2 separate regions of the Sus scrofa genome follow, and region 2 is linked to region 1. Evidence: chromatin contacts called from public Hi-C data. All regions are on one chromosome and are shown on one strand. The core of a region is the stretch at or near the end of the contact, and the rest is flanking DNA. Distances in the headings are between cores, read along the strand shown. Region 1 holds the start of ELP5 (elongator complex protein 5). Region 2 holds the start of CHRNB1 (acetylcholine receptor subunit beta).

What was found. Hi-C and Micro-C count contacts between places; a contact is called where the count stands out from the background.
Region 2: a Hi-C map of skeletal muscle shows a contact between it and region 1, with 3 times the contacts expected there. The contact joins the promoter of CHRNB1 here to the promoter of ELP5 in region 1. A contact is called at or near these places in 3 of 47 Hi-C or Micro-C datasets (embryonic fibroblasts, liver and skeletal muscle) and 1 of 2 datasets of contacts at active chromatin or transcription factors (alveolar macrophages).

The regions. Positions count from the first base shown.
Region 1 is chr12:52,603,568-52,610,291 of Sscrofa11.1, forward strand. ELP5 (elongator complex protein 5) reads left to right here and starts at 2,573. Exons shown (of 8, transcript XM_003131929.4): 1 at 2,573-3,094; 2 at 3,254-3,314; 3 at 3,400-3,480; 4 at 5,374-5,594. The coding sequence starts at 3,049.
Region 2 is chr12:52,747,464-52,754,576 of Sscrofa11.1, forward strand. It overlaps CHRNB1 (acetylcholine receptor subunit beta), which reads left to right and starts at 1,970. Exons shown (of 12, transcript XR_001300014.2): 1 at 1,970-2,121; 2 at 2,207-2,346; 3 at 2,908-2,952; 4 at 3,453-3,562; 5 at 3,633-3,741; 6 at 4,130-4,277; 7 at 4,571-4,780. It overlaps TMEM102 (transmembrane protein 102), which reads left to right. Exons shown (of 9, transcript XM_021067827.1): 9 at 1-1,863. It overlaps FGF11 (fibroblast growth factor 11), which reads left to right. Exons shown (of 5, transcript XM_013981311.2): 5 at 1-1,868.

The DNA of each region.
Region 1 (6,724 bases), core at 1,323-3,822:
TCCCTCCTCTGCTCTTTTCTTTTAGGCAGAGACAAATGCGCGACAGTCCACCCCTAGGCCTGAAGCCTCACCAAAACCAGGCTCCCCACTTGCACACCCAGGGGCTCTGTCCCCCTAATCCCAAAGGCATCTGCCCTTCCTTTCTCCCAGGGCCACCATGAGGGCCGCAGCAGCTCCGGTGTCCCGCCTGCTATCTCGGGTTGCACATGCTGGGCATGTAGGGAATGCTGGAAGCATCTGCCAGAAAGGGGGTGGGGGGGAGAAACAGGATTGGAAAGGAAGAAAGGGAAGACAAAAGGCTGTGGGGTCGGTACTGCCCAGAGGAGAGCGAGTCTTCGGGGCACCAGTCTCTGCCTGGGCTGGAGCCCGTCCCTGCATCCAGAAAAGAAAGCTGATGTCTCAAGGGAAGAAGGGATGCTCCCAGCAAAGCCAGGCAGAGAGGACCAGAGCTAACGTGCCAGGAAAGGCCCAGGGGCTAGCCGCACACACGTCTCAGCATCTCTGACCCCAAACTCTTTGTGGCTTCCGACCCTTGTCTCGGGGAAGGGGCCTGCTGACAACCATGAACACCCAGAACAATCCTCACCCCAAATCAGCAAGTGGAACGACCGGACTGATAAAGAAGACACTGAATGCAAGGCCAGGCCCATTTCCCCAAACCAGAAGTCAACCACCACGACCACTCAGGGCTTTCTAGAAATCCCTTGACCTGGGCAGGCCCTACTTGGTTTTAACTCCTCAAGCTTTACGGAGCTGTGCCGGAGTACAGATGCGCTGCATCTCAGCTCGCTGAATCCTCCCCCATCTCCTTCAGAGGACTCTCCCCGCCGCGGTGGTGAGAACACGGAGCACATTTATCAAATGATGTTGGCCTAAGGAGCTTTGACCTTGGAGATACTCGCGTACACTCCCCACAGTATCCTCCACAATGCTGGGGTCTCCTGGAGACACAAGCGTGCCCTCAGATTCAAGCCTTCCAACGGACGGGCACCGGCTGCTGACAGGCACACCCAAGCTTTACTGTGCCCCCTTCCACAACCAAAGATGCCCATCACAAACGCCTCTTTTTTAAGTCCCAGGGTCTTAATAAATCCAAATATTCACATCCACACTATGAAATGAGTTTTCAGGATCTTTGGGGACAGGAATTCCCTTCATTTGGGCTTCTCCTTCATATCCAGGGCTTTTCCCAAGTTCCCATCCTTGTTTGTCACATATGCCTTCCCACCCACCCCCACACCCTTGGCACACGAGCCTGTCTCTCCCCGGTTCTAAGATCAAACACACACGGAGGTTTCAAATAATAGGAGGGTCTCTAACAAGCCCACATCAACAGATCTGCTGCCATCAAACAGGTGTTCCCCGCCTCTCGGTTTCTTTAGCAACAGCTCCAGCTTTCTTAAAGAGCGCCCCACCCACCACCCTATCCCCCAAGAATTGCCAAACCCTGTTCTCGTCGAGCCCCCCCCACCGCGCCCCCACACTCCTCACGTCTGTTCTGCTACAAGGGTCTTCTTCCTTCGGCCCATCCCACCCTAAGCCCAGCTATGGGTGCTCTAATTCTCTAGCGGGAGAAGCCGCCGCCAGGACTCGGTTCCTAGGCCCAATCACAGGCCCGACACTTTCCGAAAACCCCAGAACACAGCTGACACAGAGGTCCCCACCACCACCAGCGCCCACCCAGGCTCACCGTGCGGATCTGCCTCCGCAAAAGGTAAATGAAGAAGCTCCAGAGCTTGGCGGCGAAGGCCACGAACGTGCGCAGCCCCAGCAGACACTGCGTCCGCATCATCCCGATGACCCCGGCACCGCCGGCCCCGGGGCCCCCGCGGCCCAGCTCCGCCAGCCCCCCGGGGGCAGCCCCCCGCCACCGGGAGGGGGAACGGGGGCCCCGAGTGGCAGGAGAGGCTGCAGAGAGGGGCAGGGAGCGGGCGGCTCAAAAAGCCACCCCCGACGAGGGGAAAGCCCAGCAGAACGGGGAGCTGGGGGACAGGCGTGGGCAGCCCGCGGGGGCCCACATGGGCGGGGAGTGACACCGACGGCTTCGCGGAGGTTGCGGGCCGAGACAGGTTGGGCCACGACGGGGTCCTCCGAGACCAGGAGGGAAGGGATGGAGAATTGGGGGAGGGGGCTGTGGGGGAGGGGGCTAGGGAGAAGGGAGGGAGGGAGAAGGAAGGGGGAGGGGAAGAGGGAAGCGGAGGGTGGCCCGCTGCGCACGCGCGCTAGGGGGCTGCCCGCGGGAAAGGGGCGGGCGGGGGCAGCGGCGCGCGAAGGGCCGCGCCAGCGGCGGCGAACGGGTGGGCTGAGCGAGAGAGCAGGGAAGGAGGGGAGGGGGAGCCGAAGCGCGCGGATTGCTGGACCGGAGCGGCCTCCCCCTCCCCGAGATCGGGGGTGCCTCAGCCGCTGGGGAGAGGGGCTGCAGCCTCTGCAGCTGGATTTCCCACTCTGACAGGCGCCATTTTACCGCCCAAAGGGCTCCCTCCTCCTTTCTTCCCCCCTCCTCTTCCCCTCTGACACTACTTCCGGTGGTGACGTGTATTCGCTTCACCGGGACCGAAGTTCTCCGGGCTCGGTCTGTAGGGGTGGGAATAAAGGAAGCGGAGGTGCCCCCAACAAGGCTCCAGTAGGCGCATGCGCAGAGGGTGGCAATGGGGCGGGGCCTGGAGCAAAGCCGGCCCGCCTCGGAGGGCGGGGGCGGGGCAGGGTGTCGTCACTTGCCCCCGAGACTCTGACGGCGGGACCTGCTCCTGCGGCCACCTCCCCCTCCCACAAACAACTGCCCCAACGGCTCTTCCTGCCCTGGTCACGGTAAAAATGTAGAGAGGGGCCTCGTCCCTACATCTGTGCACCAGGGCTCAGGAGGGGCCGCTCTGCGTCAGTGCCCCCGAAATAATGAACCTAATCACCTCTCCAGAGTATGCCTGGTCTTAGCCTTGAGAGGGATCGGAGGGATCGTGGGTGCCCCGCCCCCTTCGTTTATAGGGGGCGGGGCGGTGGAGCGTGACGCCATCAGAGGGCGTCTGAAGAGGGTCGGGACGCGTGTTGGAAATGTTGGAGTCGCTGTTGGCTTTTGGTGGCCTGGTGCTCCTGCGGGGTGAGGATCACAGGGACAGGGCCTTCCGAGTAGGGCACAAGGGGCGGAAGTGGAGAGGAAAGACCGTGGGTCACAGCCAGGGGTGGAGGGCGCGACTGGTTCTTGAATGCTGGAAACCTCAGTGTTCTCCGGTTGCTTATCGTCCCTCGCTCTCCCCAGACTCCGTAGAGTGGGAGGGGCGCAGTCTCCTGAAGGCACTTATCAAGAAATCTGCACTGCGGTGAGTATCTCGCAGAGTCTCGCTGTCCTCCCCGGAAAGGGAGCGTGGGCTCCACTCTTTGACGCTCCCCCTTATCTCTGCTCAGTGGAGAGCAAGTCCACATCCTGGGCTGTGAAGTGAGCGAAGAAGAGTTTCGTGAAGGTTTTGACTCCGACGTCAACAGACGGTAGGTACCATTGGGAGGGTTTTGATTTAATTGGATTTGGAACCTCTTTTGCTGAGGAACGTCCCTTTCAGCACCAGTATGTAGTAGTTGCTACTTAAAATATTTATTGAATGGATGGATGTGGGTTTTTTCAGGAGATGGGAATTAGTAAGAGGAATGGTATCTGGGAGTTCCCGTCGTGGCTCAGTGGTTAATGAATCTGACTGGGAACCATGAGGTTACGGGTTCGATCCCTGGCCTTGCTCAGTGGGTTAAGGACCCGGCGTTGCCGTGAACTGTGGTGTAGTTTGCAGGCGCGGCTCAGATCCCACATTGCTGTGGCTGTGGTGTAGGCCAGCGGCTACAGCTCCGATTAGACCCCTAGCCTGGGGAACCTCCACATGCCAAGGGAGCAGCCCTAGAAAAAGGCAGAAAGACCAAAAAAAAAAAGAGAGAGAGAGAGAGAGAGAGAAAGAATGGCATCTGGAGATCATAGAAGATGAGAGAAATAGAATAATAAAAAGCCGACAAGGACAGGTTAGCACCAGAGGCTGGACTGGAGGATAAGAAAAAACATGTTCTGCCTTTTGAGTTACTGAGAATCTGGTGGACCATACATAGATTCCAAACTTGGATCAGCACGAACTGCAGGGTACATAGGGATTTGTCCTTCAGGCGGAAGTTTATGCAGAATTAGGGAGGTACGGAAGGCATACATGGGAGATGGGAGAGCTTTCTGAGGTCGCACAGAGGTACCTGATGCTAAAAGATCTTAGAGCGCGAGAAGAGTTATCCTCAAGGCAGTGAGGGGGGTGGTCATTTGAAAATTTGGGAGGAGAGTGATCACATCATACCTGTTAGAAAGACTCTTCCGGTGACCCCAGTGTGGAGAATGGTTGGGAGCAGACAGTCTGGGCACAGGGAAGCCAGGCGGGAAGGCTGCTGGCAGCAATTCAGGGTCAGTCAGATGGATACATGAACCAGTTGGAGCAGTGAACAAAGCAGACGCAATTCCTGTTCCAGTGAAGCTTGAAGAATACTGGTAGGAGGTGACATAGGCCTGGTTTAAGGCAGTGGCAGTAGGGATGGAGCGTTTGGGACAAATGTAAAAGGACTTCAGGGACTTTCCAGGACTTAAAAGACTGATGTGGGGTAGGGGAAAGCACCCAGGTCGGGAGGTCCCTGAATCCACCTACACTGGCTGGTTAGGAAAGATTTCTTCCTGGTCTGCTTAGCTAAGTGGAAGCGGGTAGTTTACATTTGTCTGTTGAGCCTGCCTTAATTTTGTATCAGCTGTTGTAGTAGAGCTGGATGTTAGGATGGCATCCGCAGAGAAGCCGAAGGTGGGAAGGAGGGGTCTGGGAACAAGTTCTGCCACCAGGAAGTTCCCGAGGGTTTCTGGTCCATGCCAGTCTCTTTTCCTGCAGTGCTTTTATTTGTAGTTAGTACCACAGAAGATTCCGGATCTTTTCTAAGCCGTTACTGTGTAAGTAGAAACTCTGTCTTGGGTCCTTTCCCTTTATCCATCCAGAGAGTGATACACTTTAGGCACCACTCAGGAAATATTGGATAAAGGTGATAGCTAACATCTATCAAGCATTAGTATGTGTCAAGCCTTGTGCTCGATGTCAGGAGGTATTTCCATTTTACAAAAGAAGAAACTAAGTCCTAGTGGGATGAAGTAACGTATCAGAGGACCTTGGGCAAGTAGCAGACCCAAGCTTGGAGCTCAAGGCTGTCTCACTCCCAGAGTCTGTGCTCTCAATCACTGTATGCTACCTCTTAGTAAAAAGTTTTCACTAATGTTGAGACTCTTAGTGACAGTGGAGAAAACAGAGCCACAGAGATCGGAAGCTGAAGTCGGAGGTTCGAGGAAGGGGCAGTGTAAACATGTCTCTTATTTTCTCCTTGCAGGCTGATTTACCATGATCTCTTCAGAGACCCTCTCAACTGGTCAAAGACTGGGGAAGCTCCTCCTGGGGGGCCCCTGGAAGCCTTGAGAGCCCTGTGCAGGAGGACAGTCCCTGGCCCTGTCACCATTGCTGTGGATTCTCTCAGTTGGCTGCTGCTTCGCTTTCCCTGCACCGCACTCTGCCAGAGCCTGTACGCGCTGAGCCAGCAGGACTCCTCCCGTGGTAGAAACAGATTGGGATCTCCAGTCTTTCAGCTCTTTAACCTTGATTCGACGGCACGATTTCTCCATCATGCTACCTACTAATCACACTTTTTTTTCTCTTCCACGTTCTTTTCTCCTCATTCATTTCATTCAGCCATCCAACAAACGCTAGAAACAGAGCAGCAGTTCCCATTGTGGCTCAGCAGTACTAAACCCAGCTAGTATCCATGAGTTGCTGTGGCTGTGGTGTAGGCTGGCAGCTGTAGCGCCGATTTGACCCCTAGCAAAGCATGTCACATACAATTCTAGATAATGGGAAGATGAAGGCTAACTCCAGTCAGGTCTTTGCCTTCCAGGAACACAAAGTCCCGTAAAGGGTACAGACAAGTAAACAGGCCATTACAAGATGGCCTGATAAGGACCATGGTGATAATGGATGGAGCAGAGTTCCTTAAGGAAGGAACGTCTGAAAGAGGAGTCAGCCAGGGGCACTGGGACCAGCCTGAAAGTACAGTGGGCACTAGAATGGGCTTTCGAGTCTGATACCCAGCTTTGTGTGAAGATGTTTGGGGAGTTTCCTGGTGGCTCAGCAGGTTAGGGGTCTGGCCCCGGAATTTCCACACGCCACAGGCACAACCAAAATTATTAATAGGTATTTGGTTTCTCAGTGCTTCCATCTTCTCTGTAAAAATCAGGGGGCGAAGGGGTGGGTAGGGAGTTTATGGTATTAAGATGAACCACTCGGCATTGCAGTTTTTGTAGATCAGATACAATCAAGTGTCAGCAGTTCCATGCAAGTCTACCTAAAAACGCAGGTGTTTTCGTGTAGCGCCTGACACCCTGTAATTGTGCTAAAAGGGGAAGGAAGAACAGAGGGGAGCTAGGGCACTGGCTGGGATCTTAGCAAGTTGCAGACATTGTAAGCAGTTCCGTGAGTGAGAGATGGGGCTGGAAAGCAAGCAGAGACCAGATGCTCCAAGTGTAAATTCCCTCCTGAAGGCCTCGCAGAGGAGCTGGGGATTGAGGTCAGAGTGGTGCCTTGATCGGGCGTCCATTGAGTAAGAAGGTGGTAGAGGTGAGGGCAGGGCAGGGCGGTGACCCTGGCCCAGGTCCCCGTCGGGGTTGTGGTTCTGATGGAATGAGAGCCTC
Region 2 (7,113 bases), core at 720-3,219, 140 kb after region 1:
CTCAGGCTCTGTGCTGGAACACAGGCATGCTGCCAGGCTCTGTTCTGGATCCATCATGCTTCTATCCTTGACCCAGATGGACCCCTGGTTTCCAAGTAGAGAGAGGCTGGATTTAAGCCCTGTCCAGCTGTTGGCCTTGGCCTGCACTGGGACCAGTCTCAGATCACCATAGGTTTAACTTTCTTATCCCAGAGACACCCAATTCCAGAGCATGTGTTCTAGACACATATGGAGCCATACTTCCTTCTGAATCTCAGCTCTAGGACATAGACCACGACTCTCAGCCCTTCCCGCTGTGATGGAACTGAGGCCTCTATAGCCATGTTATTGCTTTAAAATAAGTTCTAGGCCCACCCTCTCCCCTTCTCTAGTGATGCCTGTTAAGGATGAGCTCTGGAAAGGACCCAGCTATGATTCACAAAGAACGAAGTTCTGGATAAATCAAGAACCATTTCTTGTTTTTCCTAGATAATTTTTTAAAAATCTTCTTCCTCTAGAATGCTAACCTTATTTTTACATGCAGTTTTTAGCTCCTGCAACTCAGCTGGGGTCCTGCCAGGGAGACAGAGTCTGAGGAAGGGCAGAGGAGTTTTGGAAGGATCCCTGGCTCATAGTAGGGAAGCTAGGATGGGGAAGGGGCCAGAACCATGCATGATTGGACCTGTGCCTGGGTTATGGGGATGTGAACACTTAGCTACCTCAGCAGGAATTCCTTCCAGGTCCCTTTTAAAGCTGAGGTCTTTAGGGTAACTGGTCTAGAATAAAAAAGACAAATGAGGAGTTCCCGTTGTGGCCCAGTGGTTAACGAACCCAACTAGTAACCATGAGGTTGGGGGTTCGATCCCTGGCCTTGCTCAGTGGGTTAAGGATCCGGCATTGCCCTGAGCTGTGGTGTGGGTCGTAGACACGGCACACGGATCCTGCGTTGCTGTGGCTCTGGTGTAGGCCGGCAGCTACAGCTCCGATTCGACCCCTAGCCTGGGAACCTCCATGTGCCGTGGGCGCAGCCCTCAAAAGACAAAAGACAAAAAAAAAAAAAAAAAAAAACAACCAAAAAACAAATGAGAGGAGTTCCCGTTGTGGCTCAGAGCCTAAGAACCCGCCTAGTATCCATGAGGATTCAGGTTTGATCCCTGGCCTCACTCAGTGGGTTGAGGATCCGGCATTGCTGCAAGCTGCAGTGTAGGTCACAGATGCAGCTTGGATCCTGAATTGCTGTGGCTGTGGCGTAGGCTGGCAGCTGCAGCTCCAATTCAACCCCTAGGCCGGGAACTTCCATATGCCGCGGGTACAGCCAAAAAAAAAAAAAAAAAAAAAAAAAGACAGATGGAACATAGCCACACCCCCCTTTGCCACAGCAATGAAGTGATACCAGTTCAGCAATAAGTCCCATCCCTTGCCCCTACAGGTCAGGCCACGGAGGGAGGGTGAGGGCCTCTTCTCTAGACCTCATACATCCCAGAGCTTCTTCTGAGTAGAACTTGCTTTATTTTACAGCCTATAATCTCAGCTGGGTTTTGGGTACCCAGAAAGGGCCTGACTAGATTTTTCTGAAAAATATGGAGACCTAAGGGCAGGCCTGAAAAAGATCAGAGGTCAGCAGAGAACTAGGAGGGAGGCTCTGAGTAACTTCAGACCTGGGCAAGGAAGACTGAGGGGGCGCTAAAGGGAGGGCCTGGGGCTCAGAGGCAGGTCACTTTTCCTCAGGCTCTTTCTACTTCTGGCTTGTTGCAAGAGGGGTGGATGCTCCCCTCACCCACACAGAACCCCGCTCAGGCTCCACCCATCTCCTGGCTCTGCTCCCCAGGGACCGGGTCTCCACTCCATGCTTTCTCAATTAAAGATTAAAGACGATTTATACAACTGAAGTGTTGTCTGTCATCTGTAGGTGGCAGGCATTGGCAGTTGCTCGGGAGAGATCAAGTCCCAGGGGCGGGGCGGGTGGGCTGGCGGCTGCCCCCCCAATAACAGGTGCACATTCCTGGGCGCCTCGTCACTTCCCCTGCACTGGTTGTCTCAGCGGCTCATCCAGCGAACTCACTGAGTAAGGCGGGCTGGCTATGACCCCAGGGGCGCTTCTGGTGCTGCTGCTGGGGGCGGTGGGGGCGCCGCTTGCCCCGGGTAAGTCTGGGCCTCAGAGGGGCAGTGACAGGGCCAGAGGTCGTGGCCCGGTACCAAGGCCTCACTTCGTGCTCTCCTCCTCCAGGAGCCCTCGGCTCGGAGGCGGAGGGCCGACTCCGCGAGAAACTTTTCTCGGGCTATGATAGCTCCGTGCGCCCGGCGCGGGAGGTGGGAGACCGCGTCGGGGTCAGCATTGGTCTCAGCCTGGCGCAACTCATCAGCCTGGTGAGGGCGCACGCGGGGAGTTGAGGTCTGGCCCACTGGCCGGCTGGGGGGCGTGGCTTTAGGCGGGGTGGGAATCCAAGGATGGCTGGGGGCGGGGCCTGGGGCGAGGCCAGGCTGGGAGACGGACTGGCCCTTAGCGGCGATTGGGTTGAAATCGGACCAATGGACAAGCTGTGGGCGTGGCTGCAGGAAGGGTCGGGGTAGAGCCGGTAGGGTGGTGATCCCGGAGCTCGGGCCGAGGGACGGGCCAGAGGGCGGACCTTGAGGCGGGGTCACAGGCTGGGGCGGAGCTTGTGCCGGACAGGGTCCATAAACAACAGCGGGGGGAGACTCAGGCCGGCGGGTGTGAGAACTGGTAGGTGAACTGGCTGGCGGTAGGACCACAGGAAGTCCGCGAGATAGAGGCGGGGCCTAAACTAACACAGCTTATGGGAGGCGGGCCTTGGACCCAAGAGGGTGGGATTCAGAAAAAGAGGGAGTTTCCAGGGGGAGTTTGACCCACTGAGCCCCTTATTTCTCTGCAAATACATCACATCTACCCTTTAAACTTTTCCCTTCTAGAACGAGAAGGATGAGGAGATGAGCACGAAGGTCTACTTAGATTTGGTACGGACATCCCGTAGGGTGGGAGAGGGTGTCCTGCTGCCTTTACAATTTCCTCGAATCTCCCCGCCAGTGAGAACATTTTTTGCATCACATTTATACCTGAAAATGAAGTTTCAGGAAACAATACCTATTTGTATGACGGGCGGTGCACTCCATGCATTTTTTCATTATTTTATTTTTTAACCCTGCTTTGGGGTCCTTTTACTCCCAACCCATTCAAGGGCCGCTAATGCAGTTTGAAAACCACTGTGTTGGAGGCGAGCCAGGGCAACTCCATCACATTTACAGAATGAAAAATTGGGGCCCAATGAGAGGGAAGGGAAAAGCAACAGACAGGGTCCCAAAGAGTGCAGGTGGAGCCAGCATCAGAGCCCCGGGCCTGTAGAACCATGCCTGCGCTGCTCCCCTCCCTGGCCCTCCCTTCTCGGGCGTCCTTCGCACATTCCAAGGCTCCCCCCAGCCTCCAGCCCCAGACAGCCCCTCAGCCTCTGCTTCCTTAGGAGTGGACTGACTACAGGCTGAGCTGGGACCCTGCGGAGCACGAGGGCATCGATTCACTCCGCATCACCGCTGGCTCCGTGTGGCTACCAGACGTGGTGCTCCTCAACAAGTAAGACGTTTCCCAAGTCTGGGAGGCCCGGCAGGGCCAGGTTTCAGATGTGAAGATTCTTTCCTTGCAGCAATGACGGAAATTTTGACGTGGCTCTGGACATCAACGTCGTGGTGTCCTCCGACGGCTCCGTGCGCTGGCGGCCCCCGGGCATCTATCGAAGCAGCTGCAGCATCCAGGTCTCCGGGCTCTGCCTGGCAAGCTCAAGGCACTCCGAGAAAGCCTGCTTTTTCTCTGACAGCCTGACTCCCCAGACTCCCATCCCTCCTCCAATATCCCTGAGGACCCTCACGTCGCTCTTGCCCTCCTGATTTTCTGTTAGTTTCCTCTTCTCCGTTCACTTTCATTGACTTCCATTCTTCCTCAGGGACCCCTTCCTTTGTCCATGGGCTCTTCAAATAACCTTCCGATTCCTCTGTGACCCTGCTTCTTTGTCACCGCCCCTGGTGGTCCCTATCTCCCAGGTGCCCCAGATCCTCTGATCTCTTATCTACCCTGTGACCTTCCCCCCTCCTCCAGCCCTGACCTAGACCTCTGGCCGCTCTAGTGACTCCCCGCTCCATCCAGGTCACCTACTTCCCCTTTGACTGGCAGAACTGCACCATGGTGTTCAGTTCCTACAGCTATGACAGCTCGGAGGTCAGCCTGCAGACCGGCTTGGGTCCCGACGGGCAGGAGCGGCAGGAAGTGCACATTCATGAAGGGACCTTCATTGGTGAGTAGACCTGGCTCCCATGCCCATGGGTTTATAATTTTCAGCTTCTAACAGGCTGATGAGTGTAGCCCATTAGTGAGTCCCTATGGGGTCGGCATGTCAGGTAGGACTATATTCTGTGGATATGGAAATTGAGACTTGTTCGAGTTTATTAGAGAGGGGTTTTCCAGCCACTTTTATCCCCTCTGCTCTAGGAGGTGGCAGAGAAAGCCATATCTGGCACCACAGAGAAAAGTCCCACATCTGTATCCCCTTTTGCTCTTCTTCCCCCCCCCCCCCGCCCCGTCTCCAAGAGAATGGCCAATGGGAGATTATCCACAAGCCTTCTCGGCTAATCCAGCCTCCAGCAGATCCTAGGGGAGGAGGGGAAGGACGGCGGGAAGAAGTCACCTTCTACCTCATCATTCGCCGGAAGCCTCTCTTCTACCTGGTCAACGTCATTGCCCCATGCATCCTCATCACCATCCTGGCCATCTTCGTCTTCTACCTGCCACCAGATGCAGGTAAGGGGGGGGAAGGGGCCCCCCCACTGCTTCTCACCAAGAGTTCAGCTTCGTCCGCTTCCCCTGTAATACAGGCAAGGTTTTCGTGCCAACTCAAGCCATCCTGCATTGTCCATCAATGGTCTCACCCAGCTTTTCCCTTCAAGCAGAGCCTATGTGTCTGCCTCCAGGTTTTCCCTCTAGCCTCAGGCTCTGCCTCCCCTCTGCCGCTCACTTCTCTGCACCCAGTAACTTCTGAACTCTTCCCTTAAGAATCCCAGCAGCTCATCCTTGGAACCCCCAGAGCTCTGGCCAGCCAACTCCCAGGCTTAGATAACCCTTCCTCTCGCTTCCCCATTCTGACCTCCTCCCTCCCCCGCTGCTGTCGCCAGCTAGTCCTTTAACCTCCTATCTCCCTTGGAAATAAGAGCCAACATTTCTTTGGAAGACAGCGTGATGTGTTCGCAGAGTAACCTTGGGCAACTTCCAGTTTCCTGATCTGGAAATAGGACAGTCATTGTCCCTACTGCATAGGATTATTTTGAGGATTAACTGAGTTAATAGAACTATGCCTAGTACTCTGTAAATTTTGTGCAATTGTAGGTATTGTCTTTGCTAATTTTGAACACTTGTTATAAGATAATACAGTAGGAGTTCCCGTCGTGGCGCATCAGAAATGAATCTGACTAGGAACCATGAGGTTGCAGGTTCAATCCCTGGCCTCACTCCGTGGGTTAGGGCCCCGGTGTTGCCGCGAGCTGTGGTGTGGGTTGAAGACGTGGCCCGGAGCTGGTGTTGCTGTGGCTCTGGCGTAGGCTGGCAGCTGTAGCTCTGATTGGACCCCTAGCCTGGGAACCTCCATATGCCGCAGGTGCAGCCCTAAAAAGACAAAAAAAAAAAAAAGATAATGCAAATAATATGTTACACATATTAACTCAATTCTAATCTTCACAACTCTATGAGGTAAGTGCTGAACTGTCTTCCCGTTTTGCAGAGGAGGATAAAGAAGCTAAGAAAGTTTAAGTCATTCGCCTGACATTACATAGTAGAGAGAGGAAGTGTTGCTATTCCAACCTCCCAGTCTGATTCAGAGACTGATATCCTAAACTCTGGTATTCAAAATATGCTTTCCTTCTCGCTGGAATCCAGTCCTCTGTCTGTCTCAGGAAGGAGAGGGAGGAAGTTATAGAACACACTTCCACACGTAACTGCTTTCTTCTGGAGCCTGGCAAAACTTGGAACCCAATATTATAGGACTAAAGTAGAAGAGATCATAAAAGTTATTTATTTCAATACCTTCCATGAAGTTCGCAGTGCCTGTTGCGGGTCACAGGAATAAGCAGCCACCGGGCATATTCTTATGTACTTTGTTTCATTATTAGATCCTTCAAATTGCTATCTGGTTCCTGCTACAGGGGTTGGCCCATTCATTCAGGCAGCAATTATCTGTCAAGCATCTATAATATTCAAGACACTGGGAATACATCAGTGAATGAAAGAGAAAGAACTCCCTGCTCTCATGGAGTTTACACTCTAGTGCATTCTAGTGGGGGAGACAGTCAGTAAACATAATAAATAAAGCCATTAGGAGTTCCCGTCGTGGCTCAGCGGTTAATGAATCCAACTAGGAACCATGAGGTTGCGGGTTCGATCCCTGGCCTCGCTCAGTGGGTGAAGGATCCAGTGTTGCCCTGAGCTGTGGTGTAGGTCGCAGACGCGGCTCGGGTCCGGCATGGCTGTGGCTGTGGTGTAGGCTGGCGGCTCTGGCTCCGGTTTGACCCCTAGCCTGGGAACTTCCATATGCCGTGTGTGCGGCCCTAGGAAAAAAAAAGACCAAAACACCAAAATGAATAAATAAATCCGTCAGATAGTATATTAGAAGAGGGAAAGTCCTAAAAAGGAAAAGTGAAGTTGGCGAAGGATTAGGGGAGGATGAGAATGGGAGCAGGGGTTGCAATTTAACAATAGGATGGTCAGTGAATGCCTCACGAAAAAGGGAATACTCGATCAATATTTGAACAAAGACTTAAAGGAAGTGAGAGAATGAGCCTGGTAGATGTCTGGGGTGAAAAACCACTAGGAGGAGTTAGCAGTGTGTACAAAGGCTCTGGGGTGGGAGTGTGCCTTGCATATTTGAGAAAGAGCCAGTGGAACTGAATGAAGTAAGCAGGAGAGAAAACCCCTGATGAAGTCAAAGAGCTGATGGGAAGGCTGGCAGACTGTGGTAGTAAGAGCTTCAGCGTTTATGCTAAAGGGAATGGAAAGTCACTGGAAGGTTTTGAGAAGAAGAGGGATATGATCTGATTTACATTTTAACAGCATCAAGCTGGCTGCTCTGTTGAGAACAGTCAGCA